Linked DNA regions of Sus scrofa: regions 2 and 3 are each linked to region 1. The links are chromatin contacts, called in public Hi-C and HiChIP or PLAC-seq maps. All regions are on one chromosome and are shown on one strand. Each heading gives the region's core, a stretch centred on a gene start, on an enhancer-like site or on the middle of the called end of the contact. The rest is flanking DNA. Distances are from core to core; before and after follow the strand shown.

What was found. Hi-C and Micro-C count contacts between places; a contact is called where the count stands out from the background. HiChIP or PLAC-seq counts read pairs in DNA pulled down with a chosen protein or histone mark.
Region 2: an H3K27ac HiChIP or PLAC-seq map of skeletal muscle shows a contact between it and region 1. The contact joins two enhancer-like sites. A contact is called at or near these places in 11 of 47 Hi-C or Micro-C datasets (alveolar macrophages, blood, epiblast stem cells and 8 more) and 2 of 2 datasets of contacts at active chromatin or transcription factors (alveolar macrophages and skeletal muscle).
Region 3: a Hi-C map of embryonic fibroblasts shows a contact between it and region 1, with 7 times the contacts expected there. The contact joins two enhancer-like sites. A contact is called at or near these places in 3 of 5 promoter capture datasets (fetal liver, fetal skeletal muscle and liver), 38 of 47 Hi-C or Micro-C datasets (adipocytes, adipose tissue, alveolar macrophages and 19 more) and 2 of 2 datasets of contacts at active chromatin or transcription factors (alveolar macrophages and skeletal muscle).

The regions. Positions count from the first base shown.
Region 1 is chr7:98,340,002-98,343,529 of Sscrofa11.1, reverse strand. TMED10 (transmembrane emp24 domain-containing protein 10) reads left to right here. Exons shown (of 5, transcript XM_001926711.5): 3 at 1,690-1,763. Among named protein-coding and RNA genes, the nearest start is that of NEK9, 20 kb to the right of the region's middle. Within about 2 kb of position 1,834, at least 46 of the 83 cell types and tissues checked have an H3K27ac peak or open chromatin away from gene starts, as enhancers often do. A contact at or near this core is called in adipose tissue, alveolar macrophages, brain and 10 more, where this site is marked.
Region 2 is chr7:98,412,339-98,415,689 of Sscrofa11.1, reverse strand. No RefSeq gene overlaps it. Among named protein-coding and RNA genes, the nearest start is that of FOS, 35 kb to the left of the region's middle. Within about 2 kb of position 2,084, at least 33 of the 83 cell types and tissues checked have an H3K27ac peak or open chromatin away from gene starts, as enhancers often do. A contact at or near this core is called in fetal skeletal muscle, retroperitoneal adipose tissue and skeletal muscle, where this site is marked.
Region 3 is chr7:98,460,775-98,464,411 of Sscrofa11.1, reverse strand. No RefSeq gene overlaps it. Among named protein-coding and RNA genes, the nearest start is that of FOS, 13 kb to the right of the region's middle. Within about 2 kb of position 1,996, at least 79 of the 83 cell types and tissues checked have an H3K27ac peak or open chromatin away from gene starts, as enhancers often do. A contact at or near this core is called in adipose tissue, alveolar macrophages, brain and 10 more, where this site is marked.

The DNA.
Region 1 (3,528 bases), core at 585-3,084:
GTCCTCATGGATGCTAGTCAGGTTTGCTAACCGATGAGCCATGACAGGAACTCCAAGAAGGATTTCTTTACTGTCTTTTAAACATGCCACACACTCCTTTCAGTAAGTCTTTGCTCATGTGTTTCCTTCTGCCTACCATACCTTGTCTGCCTTCAGGTGCTACCTCTTGAGTAAAGTCTGTCCACAACTAATCTCTCACCTCCTCTAACTTTTGCTTCATAGCTGGGATTATCTGAACCTTTTTTTTTTTTTTTACCCTTAAAGTTTTATACTGCTTTGCATTTTCACTGTAGCTGTTATGCATATTTATGTATTAGATGCCCATTGTATTATTTGAAGGCAGAGATTGAAATATCTAGCACAGTTCTAGTTCCTAGTGAGCTCTAAATGAGTAGTTATTGATTTGGCTTCAGTCCATCTCAGAAAATCTCCAGTGTCTCTCAGTGTTCAGTGCATTCTCTGGCTTATGGTCTTAGGAACCCAAGTGCTTAAGTGGCACCGTTTCCAAAACTCCTAATTTCATGCAGGCAGTTTTGAAATTTATAAGTAATCGGGTAAATTCCAGGGAATTGGGACTGAGCAATTTTCTGGGGCTCTTTTGAACCACTCCAGTCCCTTTACTCCCACTTGATGATTTAAGATTAGAATTCTTTCTGATCAAGCTGAATCAGATTACTTTTTCCTAGAGTTCCTGTGGTGGCTCAGTGGTAACGCACCCAACTAGTATCCATGAGGATGCAGGTTCAATCCCTGGCCTTGCTCAATGGGTTAAGTATCTGGTGTTAGTGTGAGCTGTGGTGTAGGATGCAGACCCATCTCGTATTTGGCGTTGCTGTGACTGTGGCATAGGCCAGCAGCAGCCCTGATTCAGCCCCAGCCTGGGAACTTCCATATGCCATGGGTGTGCCCCTAAAAAGATCCACCCCCCCAAAAAAGGCAGATTGCCTTTTCTAATATGAACATTGCTCTGTTGATCCTACTATCCCAAATTAACATTCCTCTTTTAAGAAGTATCTCCAAGAACTGTACTCTTTTTGTCAAGTTTCTTCTTGGGCTCTTCTCTTGTAAGGGTTTTGTGGGACTAGTTCTATAACATTTTGTTTACTTATTGAAATGGCCTTACATTGACCAAAATACTTTAGTCCTATAAAATATTAGATAAATGCTGTGGTCTTTTCAGTACTTGTATTTGTATTAAGTAAATTCAGGCTTAGCGTGTATGCAGTAATCCTTCTCTCAGAATTTCATGGGTCAGCCTTTTTAGATGTGGAAATGTACTTTTCGGCCTAAGCTGGTGCCCACTACCTCCGGGTTTGTATGCCAGTCAGTTGTATGATGTTTTGACTTTGGAGTTTTATTTCCTAATCCAATAAGCCAGTGTGTTTTCTCTTCTCTGGTTCTATTCCTCTGTGGTGCCAACTACATATCTTGTGTGCTGCTCCCTCAGAGATGTTTGCCAGCAGCGTGTTCTCGTTGCTTTCTGGCCCCCCTCACAGATAGAGGCTTTGTCTGGAATGCTTGTGATTTTTAGCCAGAGCCAGGAATTTTCTGCAGCTGAGTAGGGGGAGGAGTTGAGGCTATTTCCCTCTATTGAGAGGGTAGGGGTTAGGGAGGGAGAGAGAGGGTGGGTGGGTGATTTCCCGGAATTTTAAATATTCCGCACAATGAATCCTTTGATTTCTTTCTCAGGAACAGGGCGGATACCTGACCAACTCGTGATCCTAGACATGAAGCATGGAGTGGAGGCAAAAAATTACGAAGAGGTATGTCCTGCTGTAACAGCCAGTAGAGGCAGCAGCATGCTGGTCTGTGAGGTTTCTGTGACCTAGTCAGGCCAGCAGGCTGTGCTTTGCCCAGAAGGCTGTGGTTTTCTCAGCAGTCATGTGACAACCAGCTTGATATAAAAAGTTATGTTAACAGCCTTGAACAATAATTCTGGCTGTGCTGTCAGCCAAGTGACTGGACCAACTGTCCCATAGAAATGTTGGTATGATGAAACACTTAAGTATATGCTATTAGTGCTCTTGAGACAGAAACCAGATATATAGTTGTAATTTTTTAAAGCCGGAATTCATTTATATGTTAATGTTCAAGGTTAAGAGAAGTGATTTGGTTTTAATCCCTATGGCTTTTATTCCCAGAGTGACAGCTATGTATAAAACTAGGGCATGGATTCATTGCTATTTAGACTTGAACAACTGTGCTGTCTTTGAGAAATGTAGTAGTCAAAAGTAGCTTTTAGTTAAAATAATTTCAATTTCAAATTTTTCAGAAAGAGAGCAAGATGGAAGAAAAACTGCAAGAGATTAGGTGTGTTTTGTTTTGCTTTGTTTTTGTTTTGCTTTTTTACCCTCGGCGAATGGACGTTCCCATGCTAAGGATTGAATCTGAGATACAGCTGCCAGCCTACCCCACAGCCACAGCAACGCCAGATCTGAGCCACATCTGTGACCTACACCACAGCTCATGGCAACGCTAGATCCCTAGCCCACCAAGTGAGGCCAGGGATCGAACCCACCTCATGGTTCCTAGTCAGATTTGCTTCCACTGCGCCACAGCAGGAACTCCGAGATTAGGATTTTTGCTAACCAGAAGTATCGTAGAGAACAAAAACAGACCTTTATTTGGGTGGTAGGAAGGTGGAAGTGTGCATAGAATAAGGGGAAGGGGGACTGAGCCCTTCCTATCCCTTTCATGAGAGACTCTGGAGGCAGCACAAAAAAGGCTCTTCAAATGAAGAGCACCTTTGAAAAACCACAAGAACTATTTAAGATTGGAGGATTGATCTTTATAGAAAGATTAGCATGTTTTTACCCAGATCAGAGTCTTTCTACAACAGTACCCGAAGGCATGAAGAAAAGATGGGGTGTAGGAAATACAAATGGCTTTTGAAGAAGGTAAACTGAATAAACAAAGGAAAGTTGCTTTAAGTGATTTAAGCAAATTCTCTAGAAATGATGGAGCGGGAGAAATTGTTCTATCTTTGGTCAGAACTTAGAAGGGAAATATCCTAAAATGGAAGAAGACTGGAAGCCACTGGCTGCTTCTTCAACAGGAAGTAGTACTGCAATAATTGCAGCTCTCCAGGTCTTGCCTCTTTTTCCTAGTTCATGGGTTCAGTTGAACAAAACTAGACTGAGTTATTTGTAGGCAGGAAACAGGAGCAATTGATGGAGCTGTGAGTGGAAGACAGTTCCTAGTGGAGACTCTTGCTTGTTTCTGGCTTCAGGATAGTTTAGTTAAAAGAGTTAAAGCAAGAGCCTCTTTGTCTGATGAATTTAGGAGTAAATCGAAAAATCCTTTTAAGTGTTTATGATTCAGGAGAATCCTGATTATATTTAAACAATATAATATGTTAAAGTGCTGTTGTAAGGTCTAAAACACTAAGAAAAATGTTATATTATTATGAGGTAGAAGAGTAGGTGAAATGATTTTCAGTTTTTGAGTACTGCTGCTGTATCATCCACCTCAGACAATTCTCTAGGCAAGCATTCATTGAGTTGCTTTTATGTGGAATTTTGCCTTTTG
Region 2 (3,351 bases), core at 835-3,334, 72 kb before region 1:
TTCCTGGAGAAGGTGATGCTTGAGTTGAGGCGTGAAGGAAGCTTGGGGGGGGGCATGGGGGTGGGGGGGGGAGAGACTAGAATGATATTCCAGGTGGTTGGAACCGTCCATGCTAACACATAGATGACAAGAGGGCTAAGCACCTTCGGGGGATTAGAGGTGTTGAAGGTTTAAGGGGTCAGGGAGTGGAATGAGGTGGGTGGGAGGAGGACCACTGCCGGGAGGGTTGAGAGGGTTGCTGTGTGACCTAAGCTGGAGACATAAGCCAGGTCACAAAGACCCTTGTCTGTATGCTCATGCATTTGGGTTTTCTCCGGAGAGAGGAATAAAGAGCCTTTGAAGAGGTTTACGCAGTTGGGTGACCAGAGTTGCACTTTAGAAAGGTCACTTTGACACCCGTGTGGGGGTTGGGTGGGGGGCGCTAGAAGGCAGCCAAGAGACCAGCCAGGAGCCAGAGTAGTGAGCTCCTGCCCCCACCCAGCTGGCAGGGGGCGGGGGGGACGGGAGTGGTGAGATTCTGTCCGAGTCAATTATTACTAACCTAGACACACAGTGATTCATCTAAACCTTCCCCATTCCTAGCTTCATTTCCCCATCCGGCCCCTGCAAGCCCTGTCTTTGATTCTGGTCAGGTTCTCCTTCCTGCTTCCCTTAGCAGCTCCCTTCTTGGGAAGGCTCTGAGGACTCCGTTCCCTTCAGCCCTAGGTAGCAGGCTTCCAGATTCTTCCAGTTTTCTTCATGGACAACTCCCTAGTCCTTCTTTCTAAAATCCCTCAGAAGGGCTTTGACCAGTGGAAGAGAAGGGTCGCCAAGGTCTTTCAAAGAGCAACCAAGAAATAGCACCTCAGTCACATGACTAGAAACGGGAGCCCCACCTGCTGTGGCTGCACGCTGGTGACGGGGAAACCCAAATCAGAAACAGAAGCGCCAGCCCGAGGCCACACATTCTGGCGTCCTCCAAGAGCCAAGCCGTGTCTGTGCCAAATCTTCCCTCCCTGAGGGAGTGGATGCCTTATGGGTCCTGTCATGTCGGTCAGAATATACCCAGAGATTATACGCGGGGGACACAGCTCACCAAGCACAGGACGTCACCTGTCCCCTGCTTCTGTTGGGGGGCAGGATAAACACCTGCTTGGCGAGCTCATCAGGCTCTGTTAGGTTTGTTCTCGGTGGATAATTTATATTTTGGGATAACGGGTTCTTCCAAATCCATAGACTAACGATCTGTGTCATATTAAGACTCTGATGTATGTTTGTCCATCAACACTGACATATTTCAAAATATTTATTAAGATTCAATACAGGGAGAAACAAAGATAAATTAGATACCATGCAGGACTCAACTAGCAGGAAACTATCTTTACATAGTAGCCCCAAGACTGGCACTATAGAGGTTTTTGGATTGATAATGAAAATTTTCCCAGTAAGATTGGTACCCAATGGTATGGAAAGTGCCATCTTCTGCCATCCCTAAACTCAGTCTTTCACGTTTGTTCATCTGGCTGCTTGCTCCTAATTCCAGATGAAAAAATTCCTGCTGTTCAGAGGCAGAGCCGTTTGTGTATAATTTATGAAACTCTTGGGTTCCTTCAAAATGAAAAGAGTTACCGAAATAGATGTTATTCTTATTGCCATGCCAACAGCAGACCCAAAACAACATCTCACAAACACGCTCTGTCCTAAAGCCCAAACACACACACTCACGTTCCTCCATCAGAAAGATCTTTCCATTTCCTTCAAAAACAAACCTCCTTCACGTACAATCCCCGCTCCCAGGAGTATAAGCAGACCTCCTGTCCCAGTGAGCTGGCAGGAACACGCGCACACCACACACACATACACACACACACACTCCTCCAGCACAGACCTCCCTTCTCATTCCCCAGGAGCTCTCGGGGGTGTGTGTGTGAATGTCTAAACTGATGACATATTGTGACAGAACGCGCAAGAGTGAGGCACAGCCACAAAGCAATGCAGGTCAGAGCAATAGGCTTTATATAACCCAGAGCCACAGAGAGACCCAAAATAGCAGCCTCCCTGCTGCTCAGTTAGTCTCCTCCATCAACCAGGGATAAAATTAGAGCAGGCACTGACGCGCACCTGCGTCTGCACTGGGACTCCAGGGAGACAGTGAGAAGCAGTTCCACACTGCCATCGGCCGTGCAGACTGCCAGCTTCTTCAGGCCCAATCTGTCACAACACAGAGAGGGGTGTGTGTGTGTGTGTGTGTGTGTGTGTGTGTGTGTGTGTGTGTTGTTGTGCATGGGCTGTAGGTGTGCACCACGTGGAGGCTTGCTCTGAGGAGAACATTTCAAGGGAAGAGCCGAGAGCTAGTGCAAGGAGCTTGGCTGTACTGGGCTTTGAGAAGGATGTTCCAGGCTTTTCTTTTTCTTTTTCTTTTTTCTTTTTTTTTTTTTTTTTTGCTTTTTAGGGTCTCACCCGTGGCATATGGAGGTTCCCAGGCCAGGGGTCAGATCAGAGCTACAGCTGCCAGCCTACACCACAGCCACAGCAGCACAGGATCCGAGCGCATCTGCAATGTACATCACAGCTCACGGCAACACTGGATCCTTATAACCCACTGAGTGAGGCCAGGAACCAAACCTGCAACCTTATGGTTCCTAGTCGGATTCGTTTCCACTGCCATGACGAAAACTCCTGTTCCAAGTTTTCGGGAGGAAGTCAGTTCCCACATCAGTCCCCTTTTTACCCCACTGTTCCTCTTCACTTCCTTCCACATCGCTTCTCTCCTCTCTTGGCCTATATGGGATCAAGGTTCCTCCGAATGCCCAACACTCCAACCTCCTTCCTCAGAGCAAACAAACAAAAACAAAATCCTACTGTGTTTATTTAAGTCCAAGCAATCACACACAATCTGGATTATTAAAAGCTTGTGCCAAGAAATAAAAGAAGAAGGGAGTTCCCATCGTGGTACAGTGGTTAACGAATCCGACTAGGAACCATGAGGTTTCGGGTTCGATCCTTGGCCTTGCTCAGTGGGTTAAGAATCCGGTGTTGCCATGAGCTGTGGTGTAGGTCGCAGACACGGCTCGGATCCCATGTTGCTGTGGCTGTGGCATAGGCCGGTGGCTACAGCTCCGATTAGACACCTAGCCTGGGAATCTTCATATGCCGTGGAAGCGGCCCTAGAAATGGCAAAAAAAAAAAAAAAGAAATCAAGAAGAGGGATGAAGCTGGGTGGATTTGGCTGGCTATTCTGACAGCCTCAGGGCCTTGACCTTGTCCAAAACTTTGATCGCTACTCACAGGTGTAGCAGGCGGAAATGCTGTTCAGCTGAGTCAGTTGGGGGATTTGTTTTCTTTTTCTGACAGAGAGGAGGCAGAGCAAAA
Region 3 (3,637 bases), core at 747-3,246, 120 kb before region 1:
CGTGTTCTCTGTCCAAATAAACCAGATGCTCAGAAATAAACTAAAGAGAGGAAAATCTGGGACTGAGGTTTTTCTGCCAAGTTTTGCTATTTCCATCAGGGTAAACAAAGAAAATCTTTTCCCCCAGCCCTGCTGCCGTTACTGGAATTGGAGAATGTCCACCAGGGGGCAGAGCTGCCACTTCTGCTGCTAGAGCCCCAAGTGCAATCAAGCGAGAAAGGCGAAGGGTCCCAGACTCTTCAAATCTACCGGGTGGCTGGGATGGCCCGGGCCGATCCGTGGGCATCAGTCTTCTCGGTCTGAGCTTCCAAGGAGCAGAAAAGGGGTTTCCATCAGGCTACAGATGCCTTCTGCTATCGTCTTGACTGAGAAAAACTTAATGGGAGGCTTTCGTAACTTTGAAAAATGACCAAGTGCTTGTCTAAGACTGGTTGCAGGACAGCCAACTCAGGTTCTCTGGACGAGGGGAGCCATTCCAGCCACTGGGAGGGGGAATGCGTGTGGTTTGGGGGGACTACACACCTCCTGACCATCACCCCCAGGCCCTAGGGTTATGCTGAGGGCTATATGGGGCAGTAGGCTGCTACTGGCACCCTTTAGGAGTCCTGAAGTCAGTATTTAGCCTTACTGTACATTCCACTATCTGAGCCAGGCAACAGGGTCCTGAAGCCACAAGAACAGAGGGGGTTAGAGGTGAGGTGGAAGAAACACTAGTTTGAAATGCCCGAAATCTTGACATTTATCTCTCTAACTAGCTGTGCAAGTTTGTAGGGCTGAACCAATTTCTCTGTCTCAGTTCCCCCATTTGTAAAATTCAAAGGCTGAATTAAAGGAATATTATCTGATGTGCGTTCTAGCTCTGAAATTATGAAAAGCGCACACTCCTTGGGCCAGAAGAACTGAGGAATGGGCAGGGGTTAGAGCGGGGGCGGAGCTGGGGGGGGGGGCGTGGGATTTGCAACCAAGCATCTTGAAGAGTTAATCCCACACCCGCAGTCGGCTCCCCCAGCAGTGGCCACTGCGGCACTGCCCGCCCCACCCCCGCCCTCAAGGCCAGACGGCACACACCCACGGCTCCCTCCGAGACTTCTGGAATCTCACTACATTCCTCCCAGGAATGTTTATTGCCCTTTACATCTGCAAATCGCTATACATCAGCAACCCTGCTGCGCGATTATTAATCATCGCGGCAATATTCCTTCTTCCGCCTGTAAGAGGAATTGCGGGGGTCTGGATTTATGAAGGTGAAATCCGAAGGTAATTTGCCTGATTCATTCAATTACCAGCTAACTACAGTTAATCAAGTGCCTAGTATGAGCAAGGCACAGAGAGACTCATAAATCCAATTACTATGGGGTTCCGAATTGAGGGGTCCGAAGTGTAAGGGTCTTCAAAGAACCTCACTGATATTTCACTATGTCATGCCCCCCATCAATTAAAAAGTGACGGATGATCTCCCCTTTCAAGCTTGATGACACTGGGCCCCACCCCCACAGTTCATTTTACCAGGCTAGGTACCTGGAAGTGACCTTCCCAAGGTCACTTATCCCCCAAGGCACAGCAGTCATCCCAAAACCTCAGTCTTCAAAGCTTTCCACTGGGCCATGGGAGAATTTTAAAATCAAGCCTATAAAATGTAATATGGAGTGAGGCGAGGGATGGCTGTTTCCATGATTTCCGGGCACAGAGTGAGAAAATCGTGATCCCAGCTCACCCACCCAAAGCAGACGAGACAGCCCAAATCTTGGCTGCAGCCTTAACAAGACAAGATATGTTTGGGACCCCTGCGCTCATCTATCAGTCATCCACGCCCTCCCTCGGGGTCCCCATCGCCACCGCCCCTCGCCTCCGTTCAGGTCCCAGGAAAAGGTAGCGGGTGGCGTGGAACACAGGGGCCGAAGCCCCCCCACGGGGGCGTGGCCGGGGACAGGGGCGGGGCGAGGCCGGAGTCCGGCTCTCAGACTCCTCCCTACCCGCGACGCGGCTGTTGCGCCAAATATGGGCAGAGCGGAAGCGACGGACAGACGTCACGGCGCCGGGCGGGGGCCGCGCTGCGGGGCAGATGACGCGAGGCGCTGACGGCGCCTACGTGTCACCATGGAAACCAAACAGTAAATAGAGGGCTTGTGAGCTCCTGGCACTGCCTGACCCTGCGACCTGGCCTGGAGCAAAAGGCCGGAAGCTGGGAAGGGCCGGGAGAGACCTGGGCTTGGCAGACGAGGGCAGAGGCGCGGCGAGGGTGCTGAGAAGGCGGAGAGGGGATGCCGAGAGAGCACCCTCTCTGGCAGGTCTTTGGGAAACCGGCTGTCCCTCAGCCGAGGATCCAGCAGGGGCAGGTCAGGAATAGAAAGAAGGAAGCCTGCCTGTCCTTTTTGAAGGGCTTCCTCGGCCTGCAAGGTTGTTGGGGAAATTGGTTTTGCTTTGTTTTATCTTACTGGTGTCTAAAATTCAATCATGGGAACCACACTATCCAGACTCAAATTCTAGCTCCCACCACTCTAGGTGGATAATCTTGAGCAGATCATAATCCTCCTGGGCCCCTACACGATATTATCCATAAAATAAGGATACTAGAGCGTGCCCATTGTGACTCAGCGATAACAAACCTGACTAGTATCCATGAGGATGCGGGTTCAATCCCTGGCCCCTCTCAGTGGGTTAACGAGCCGGCCTTGCCCTGAACTGCAGTGTAGGTCGCAAATCCGGCCCACATCAGTTGTTGCTGTGGCTGCCTGGGAACTTCCATATGCCATTTATTACTTTTAAATTCTCAGCAGGTCATATGACCCCTTGTTGATGACAGACCCTGGTGTGACCCCCAATAATTCCTGCCTCCAGGTGTCCATGTAGGGGATTTGGGTTTCCCTCCCCTTGAGTGCAGGTGGAACCTGAGACTTGCTTCTAAGCAGCAGAATAGGGCAAGGGTGATGGGATTTCACCCCTAGATGATGTCATTTTACATAGACATGCAGACCTAGTAGGTTCTCCTGGTGGGCTAGATACAGCGAGCAGCCATGTTGAGGAAGCTCACACATCAAGGAACTATGAGCGGCCTCTGGGCCTGAAGGTGGCTCCCCTGTGACAACCAGCAAAAGCTCAGGACTCAGTTATCCAATCCCAAGGAAGTCAAGTCCTCCAACAACCTGGATGAGCTCAGAAGCAGACTCTTCGCCATTCAAGCATTCAGCTGAGAATGCGCTTGGTTGACACCTTGCTTACAACCTTGTGAGACCTTGAACAGAGGACTGATCTAAGCTGTGCCTGGACTCCTGACCCACAGAGGCTGGGAGATAGTAAGTGTGTTATTTTAAACTGCTCAATTTGCAGTAATCTGTCAAACAGAAGTAGAACACTAGTCCACCGCCTTTACCTGTACCTGGAACTTGCCTGGCGTCCCACTGTAGCGTTGCATACACTGCTCGGGCTCTCCACCTTAAATGATACGGGATGGGCCCCTTCCATGCATTTCCACAGTCATCATCTAACATTGTCATTGTCTTGAAGCTGGAAGGGAGGTTGTTTTGTTTTGCTTTTTAGGGCCACACTCACAGCATATGGAGGTTCCCAGGCTAGGGGTCGAATCACAGCAACAGTTGCCAGCCTACATCACAGCCACAGCAACACAGGATCCAAGCTG